Linked DNA regions of Anas platyrhynchos: region 2 is linked to region 1. The links are chromatin contacts, called in public Hi-C maps. All regions are on one chromosome and are shown on one strand. The core of a region is the stretch at or near the end of the contact, and the rest is flanking DNA. Distances in the headings are between cores, read along the strand shown. Region 1 overlaps RASAL2 (RAS protein activator like 2). Region 2 holds the start of RASAL2 (RAS protein activator like 2).

Region 1 (3,292 bases), core at 481-2,980:
AGAACTCACATTTCCAGTTTCATCAGCAAGATTATGTGTTCCCATAGAGCTTAGTAAGGACAAGGACAAGAACTGAGGGGTAGCCAGGCTTCACGTCTACAAGCAAGACATTTGATCCACCTCTAACAGCAAAAAGTAGGAATTTAATACATCTTCTGGAGACATGAGGATATTTAATCTGTGAAAGGAGAAAGGTGAAGGACAGCAACGTGAGATGGATTCTAGTATGAGCAACGACTCTCTCCTCATGAGACTAATATCTCAGTGTAAGCAAATTGGTATTCCACCTGCTAATGGATTTAAGCAGCAGCTGCTGATTACTTAAAGCAGCAGCACACATTCTTACACACAGGAAATCAAAGGCTTTACACTTGCATCCTTTATGCAGGAGAAGTCTTGCAGGGGAGCTTCTCCAAAACAATTTCCTGGCTTTAGCAGGGGAACTACAGGAGTGCTGAGGACAAGCTTCAGAACCCTTCACATTTTATCCAAAGGTCTAAAAATGGGAGAAAAAATTGCACATTCACAGACAGCTTTGTACAGTGAAAGTAAGGAGCACATCCAAGGTAAAGCAGAATTTAACATCCTCAGTAGGATACAACACTTCATTATCAGATGCTTTGGATAGCCACAGAGAAGCCCAAAGCACTGAATGTATTTTCCTAGTGCCATCCTAGCCCTCACTTGTGCAGAGCTCCTGCTGCTCTCCCTCAGTTTCCTCCCTGCCTCACTAACACCACCCTCATGCTGCGCCTCCTTCCTCCCAGCCCTGCCTTTCCCTGCCCATCCCTCTTCCATTTGGATTTTTTGTCCCATCCCCTCTCCCCAGGAGGGTAAACTTGATACCGAGACCTCTGTGCCCCACTAGGGCTCCATCATCCTACCCCTTGTCTCACCAACCTCTGCCTTGCCTGGTCACATCCTGGCAGCTGGGCCTGGCCTTCCCCCTGCACACTGCCTAGAATTACCCTAGAAGAGCAGGAAACTCTCCTGGGTGGGTGTTGGCGAAATGGACAGGACACGGGTGTGGGAATTTATAGCTGCATCCATCTTCGGAGATGTTGTTTGTGCTGCCCTCGTGCCCAGAAGCATCAGGCTCCCGCTGTTTTGGGTTCTGTACAAACACGCAGGAAGACAATCCTGGCATGGAAAACTTACAGCCTAAGCAAGAACAAGGCACAACATGCAGGGGACTTGAACAGAACAAAGTATAGGGCCAGGGTGGAGGTGCACAGTAACAAATAGAAGTTTGCTGTGTGTGTTTTGCAGGCTTCAAAGCTGTGGAAAAAATAATAGCAGGTAAAATGAAAAAAAAAATCTTAGCAAGACATCCCTTTTATAGATTTTACATTCAATAGCAAAGGGTTTTTTGACTCACTGTATACAAGATCCATTACATATATGAAAGGATAAATAAAAATTACTTAGAATCCAGCATTTTATGTTTGTTATGAAATAAATATTCCTCTGTATGTCCATACTTCAAACACTCACTGCAGCTTTGGGCTGGTGCATGAGAACCTGTAAAATAGGAATTAACCGAGCAAGAAAATTGGTCACATTCACTGGTCCAATATGAGAGGCATAAACACATTAATTAATACCAGTTTTTTTTTTTCCACCACTTGCTATTACACACAAAAAAATCCCCTGTCCCAGAGCAGCACCCAGCAATTCTCCATGTCTCCACAGCTTGTCGCTCTCTCACTCCACAATGCCAGGCACCTCCCAGCACCGCAAGCTTCAGAAAGCGAGAGGTTGCTGGCACGGGGAGGCAGTGCTCAGGGCTGGCCACCCCATCAGAACATCCACGGAAACATGAGAAAGGAATTATTCAGCCACGGACCCCCTCCGAGAGCTCCAGGTGTCAAATGCAGTCTGTCCCAAAACATTAAGTTACACTGCGTTTCCCTCCTCCCTCTTAAGTTACACAAAACCCAAGAACAACCTGAGAGCAGACAGAAGAGATTTTGAAATCAGCATAGGTTTACTGAGTCCAAACTGTTTAAAGTTAAAGTTTATTTGTATTCTTTGTAGGAATATCAATAAAAGACCTCAAATGTATCTATATCTGTACATATTACAAGAACCTTCAAAAATTATTCACAGAACAAAAATAAATCTTCTTTAGAACAAACCCAGGCAATGAAATGCAGAAATGGATCTCAGAGACCAAACAGTCCAGTGCTACTAGCATAAAAATACGGCTTGAAAAACAAGTTTATTACTTTTTAAGGTGTACTTTGTTGAAATAAAAAATAAATTATTTAGAGCTATCATTGCAAAACAGTTCTGTGTAGTAACACTCTTATTAAGGCCCTTGAGACAGAAAATCTATTTTTACAGGTAGGATTCCTGGCAGGCATGATCTGTAATGACATGCTCTTTCTCATGGGAGTTAACTTACTGTGGGGAAGGAAATACCTAAAAGCATTGGCCTAAATTTAACCCTTTTTGCTCTGTCACACTCAGCTGGATACCTGTGGCTGACCATGCTAATCACAGATTTTATTATTATTTACATTTAACGGTTCAACTTGGACAGGGATTGTTCTCCAGAAATGACACAGACATTTTCTCAGAACACAAACAGGATTCATACATACATGGTGACCTCAGCAGATAAATATTGCTGGCACACTCCGCAGGTGCTGCTGTAAAATTGATTGACTTCAATCACTGAGTTTTCAGATGAAGTTAGAAGCTGGTGGGTTAAAGCAAGCATTAAAACATGAAATTAATATATGGTGTAAAAAAGACAAACCAAAGCAATTGCAAGAACATAAAATAAAATCAATTTCTTTGATGATTTATTAGATGGATACAGAATTTATTACTGGATACAGCACAAATTCTCTAACTAGAAAACATACACATCCCTTTCTTTCCATGCTCCTCTGGATCCCCTGCTTAGAGTTATTCCCCTGGGGAGGAACGTTGCAAAATGTGTAACTATATGAATCTGTGCTTTTACACATAGCATTTCCAACACACCAGGGATGTAATAGTTGTTACCTCCTGGATGTGAAACGTGCCTATTCCCCTTAAAAAAGGGGAATTTACAGGACACCACTCAAGGCTGGGCTTCCTCAGTTACCTATCCTGTAGCACTCTGCTCACCCTGTGTTGTGCACACACTCCACAGATACCACACACGACGTGGCAAAAGGCCACAGCGCTACAAAACGCTGCTGCTTCCCTGCCCTGCCAGGGAAACCCCGAGCTTTCATGGATAACCCGGAAAGCCGGGTGGCTTTGAGGTCTGGGGAGAGTCATCCTGGAACAGCACTGA
Region 2 (3,630 bases), core at 1,067-3,566, 180 kb after region 1:
TCTTCTCTCTGCTTACAGATGAAGTTTTACAGGCTCTGCAACTGGACCAGCTCCCCTCACGCTACTAATTGTCTCCTTGGATAGAGGCAAGCTGGGTGGCATGCCGCTGCAGAACAGAGATGCACAGAAATAAGCAGTCATCTCCAAGCAGGTACCCAACTTCTTTACTCTAAAAGAAGCACTTCCACAGCTTTTCAGACTATTCTCTTCCGTCTGGAACAACTCCACAGCACAGTTGTCCACGTCTCACACAGAAAAGAAACGCTGTGACATCAAAAGCTGCGTTTCTTGATACGCCTGAAAATGGTTCTCATCTTTTCATGTTAGATATTCCTTCCCTCCCCCAGCCATTCATGGTGAAATAATTAGTGTTAGTGTTCGCATTGTTTATCAGACAATACAGACAATAAGGCTAAGCTTTCTGCTCCTGTTTTCTTTAGCTGTGCTGCTGTGGTTCCTCCAACAACTGTGCAAGGCTTTACTTTTAATCCTATAAATAACACTTGTCACTCATAGATTTGTAACCCATATTTAGTTGTGCACAAACATGGCACAGCTTCAGTTCGATTCATCGTCCGCAAACTTATCCAGATGTGTTCATACAAGAAAAAAGGCTGGGAAGCAGGAGGAAATAAACAAATGCTAGCTAACCCAACTGCAATTTCATAGGAAGGAGGGAAGCCACCACCACATCAGATCCTTCATGAGGGAGAGAGATAATGAGTTGTTTTTAAACTAAGAATAATTAGTTATTGTCCTTGGGCTACACGATGTATTTTTACATGCTTGAAGCCTGCCCTGATTTTTATAGCCTATCGGTTAGCTGCTCCATCGCGTGGAATCTCTGTCCATTTATCTACATGTTAGTGTCAGACTACAAACACATCACAACACATGACACGACTTTATCAACGAGCAGGGTTTCTCACTGTGGCTAATTTTGAAACCACATTCCTGCTTCCACTCATTCAAGATATAACCTTGGGTAACAATCAGATAGGCTGGTGCCAGACATCCTCTTCATAAGTACGTTCTCATTTTACCTTCGGAAAGTGCTCTAAACAAACAAACAATCTGCAGGCGCTCTGCTTTCTTCTGAGCTCCCCCCGCCAGCAGCAGAGGTGGTTTTTTGCTTTGTTTTTCAAAAAAGGCTGCGTTTTACAGTCTCAGCATCAGGCTGAGAGTAACAAAAGAAAGCCACGCAAGAAGCCGCAAGTTAGACAAGGGGAAGCTACTGAAAATCCCAAACTTCTACGACAATTAGTTGCGCTAAGTATAACTCTGCTCCTTGATGCACCAGACAGAAAGCAGCCAGACAACCTCGTCCCACCGCACCAGCTTTTCAAGCTCCCGGAATGAACACAAAGCTCTTTGAACAGCCCGTGTGCCCCTGCAAACCTGCAGCCTGGTCCTCCTGGCTGGGGGTGCCCAAGGCTAAGTGGCCGTGGTGGTGCTCACCGTAACCAGCTGTGCTCAGCCAGCAGACCCAGCACGGCTCCTGGAGGTGTCTTCCTTGCGCCTCCCGTACCTTTTGGGCACAACGCAACCGGTAGCGTGTGCGTAACGACACCGATAGCGGGGCGTGTTGGCTTCCAGCCCCACAGACCAGGAAGAGCCTGGAGAACCTCACTGGGATGCCGGGCAGGGCAGGACGGAGAGCGGGGCGGCAGGGCAGGACCTGCTGCGAGGAGACACCGGCGACATGAGGCGTTTTGGGGGGCTCTGCGTGGCGTCGAAGGGCAACGGGGAAGCCGGGCCTGTCCGAGCGGGGCCCCCCAGCTCGGTGCCACCAGTGTTGGGGGGCTTCGCTCGTGAGGGTGGCGGGGCGGGTGAAGGAAGGACAAAGCAGCTCAGGGGGTGTGCAACAACGGGCTTGGCTCACCCCAAAAATAATTAATTAATTAATTAATTAATTAAAAAATAAATTAAAAAAATAAAAAACTGAAGGAAAAGTTGGGCCCGCCGGTAAGTTCCCTCCGCTCCCGACCCGCCCCGTCCCCCTGTCCCCCCCCTCCCCAGCCCCTTTCCCCCCGTACCGTAGACGCGCAGCCAGCCCTGCTGCTGGCACACCGACTCCAGCAGGACGCGGTCCAGCGCGCCGCCCGCCGCCGCCTCCAGCTCGTCCGAGCCCAGCTCCGGCTCCGCCAGCGCCTCGGCCGCCCAGGCCGGCGGCTCGCCCGCCGCGGGGGGCGCCTCCATGCCGGGGAGCCGGGGAGGGGGGGGCCGCCGAGGAGGCGCCGCCGCCGCCGCCGCCCGCCCGCGCTGCGCCCCGGCCGCGCCTCGCCTCAGCGCGGCTCCATCCCCGCCTCCCCCGGCCCCGCCGCCCCCCGCCCCCTGCGTCACGGCGGAGGCCGAGCCCCAGCCCGAGGCCGCCCCGCTCTGGGCGCCGCGCACCCGGCTCCTCAGGGGGCCCCGCCCCGGCCTAGGCCCGGAGCTGGGCGCTGGGGGGGTGTGGGGGTGTGGGGGCAGCCCCCCGAGGGGGCTGTGCTGCTCCGCCCCGCTTCAGAGCAGGGGTGAGGCCGCGCTGGGGGTCCTGTGCCACGAGGGTCTCCCTGCAGCGCTGCCGCCGTCCCTCGCAGGGGTCTCAAAAGGGAGGTTTTAGCCTCAAAAATGGGTGCGAGGCGGCGCTCCCCGGGGTTTCTGTGCTGCCCAGCTACACCAGGCGTTAACTTTCCGTTGGGTTTTGGGTCAAGTTCGCGTTGATCGAGGCGTGTGTTCTTAAAAATCCTGAATAAAATAGCTGTGAGGGCAGCGTGTGTGTGTCCCATCGTGTTTTACTCCAACACTGAGGCGCGGGTTCGCAGGGAGGGTGGGCAGGGGGTCGGCTGGCTTTGGGCTCCTTCCCTCGTTCTGGGTTTGGGCCCGTCCCTGGTCGATACGAGCTGGGCACATCCATCCGAGCACAAAGATCCAGTGATTATCTCCATGGTGCATAGGTGATTTAGCGAATCAGCCATTTCTCCCACGTTTCTCCGAAACAACGTACTGAAACCTAAAGCTGAGCGCCGGCTGTCTCTGCAGGCCCATCTCAGCACACAGAAAGAGCCTAACAACTTTTTCTTGGTTCAGACACCTAAACAGCGCTGTCCTTGGCATGGCCGCAGAGCCGTTACGCGGCCATAAAGCTGCTTTCAGCCAGATACAGCTCCCCCACTTCTCGCCGTGCTGCGTGCCATCCTGTTTTATTTGGCACTACAACAGAGCACGAGCGTGCGCGTGGTGAGTTACAGCACCTCGGCCAAAGAGCCATAACTTCCCTCTGAAGGGGCCGTTACTCTCCAAGCTCTGCAGCGTAACAAAATCAGCTGCCCAAACCCCAAAGTTTGTCTCCGGTGCTGTCTCGCAGCTTCAGGACTTGCACAGCAGCACTGAACCAACTGGATTCGAGTACACTCACGCTGGTGTAGTTGTGTTCGCCATGGAAGATGTATGAACTATTTCAATAGAGAAAAAAGTCCTGCCAGCCCTGTGATTAATTGATGAAACCTTGTTTCCTGGGGGTTTCTGTCTCATGCTTGACTAAGAGCTTGACCTGAATCTTGCCCTACAACTGGGTCATTCTCTATCCAGTCGGGAGCTCTGTTTTCTGGAATGGGATGAGTTTGCATCGCAGTTTTTCCATTGTAGGGT

What was found. A called contact is a pair of places that touch in the nucleus more often than the background predicts.
Region 2: a Hi-C map of liver shows a contact between it and region 1, with 2.4 times the contacts expected there. The contact joins the promoter of RASAL2 here to the enhancer-like site in region 1. A contact is called at or near these places in 3 of 8 Hi-C or Micro-C datasets (F1 follicle, liver and subcutaneous adipose tissue).

Annotation. Positions count from the first base shown.
Region 1 is chr8:19,069,306-19,072,597 of IASCAAS_PekinDuck_T2T, forward strand. It overlaps RASAL2 (RAS protein activator like 2), which reads right to left. Exons shown (of 19, transcript XM_038183330.2): 19 at 2,003-3,292. Among named protein-coding and RNA genes, the nearest start is that of RALGPS2, 13 kb to the left of the region's middle. Within about 2 kb of position 1,731, at least 2 of the 8 cell types and tissues checked have an H3K27ac peak or open chromatin away from gene starts, as enhancers often do.
Region 2 is chr8:19,245,923-19,249,552 of IASCAAS_PekinDuck_T2T, forward strand. RASAL2 (RAS protein activator like 2) reads right to left here and starts at 2,317. Exons shown (of 19, transcript XM_038183330.2): 1 at 2,037-2,317. The coding sequence starts at 2,199.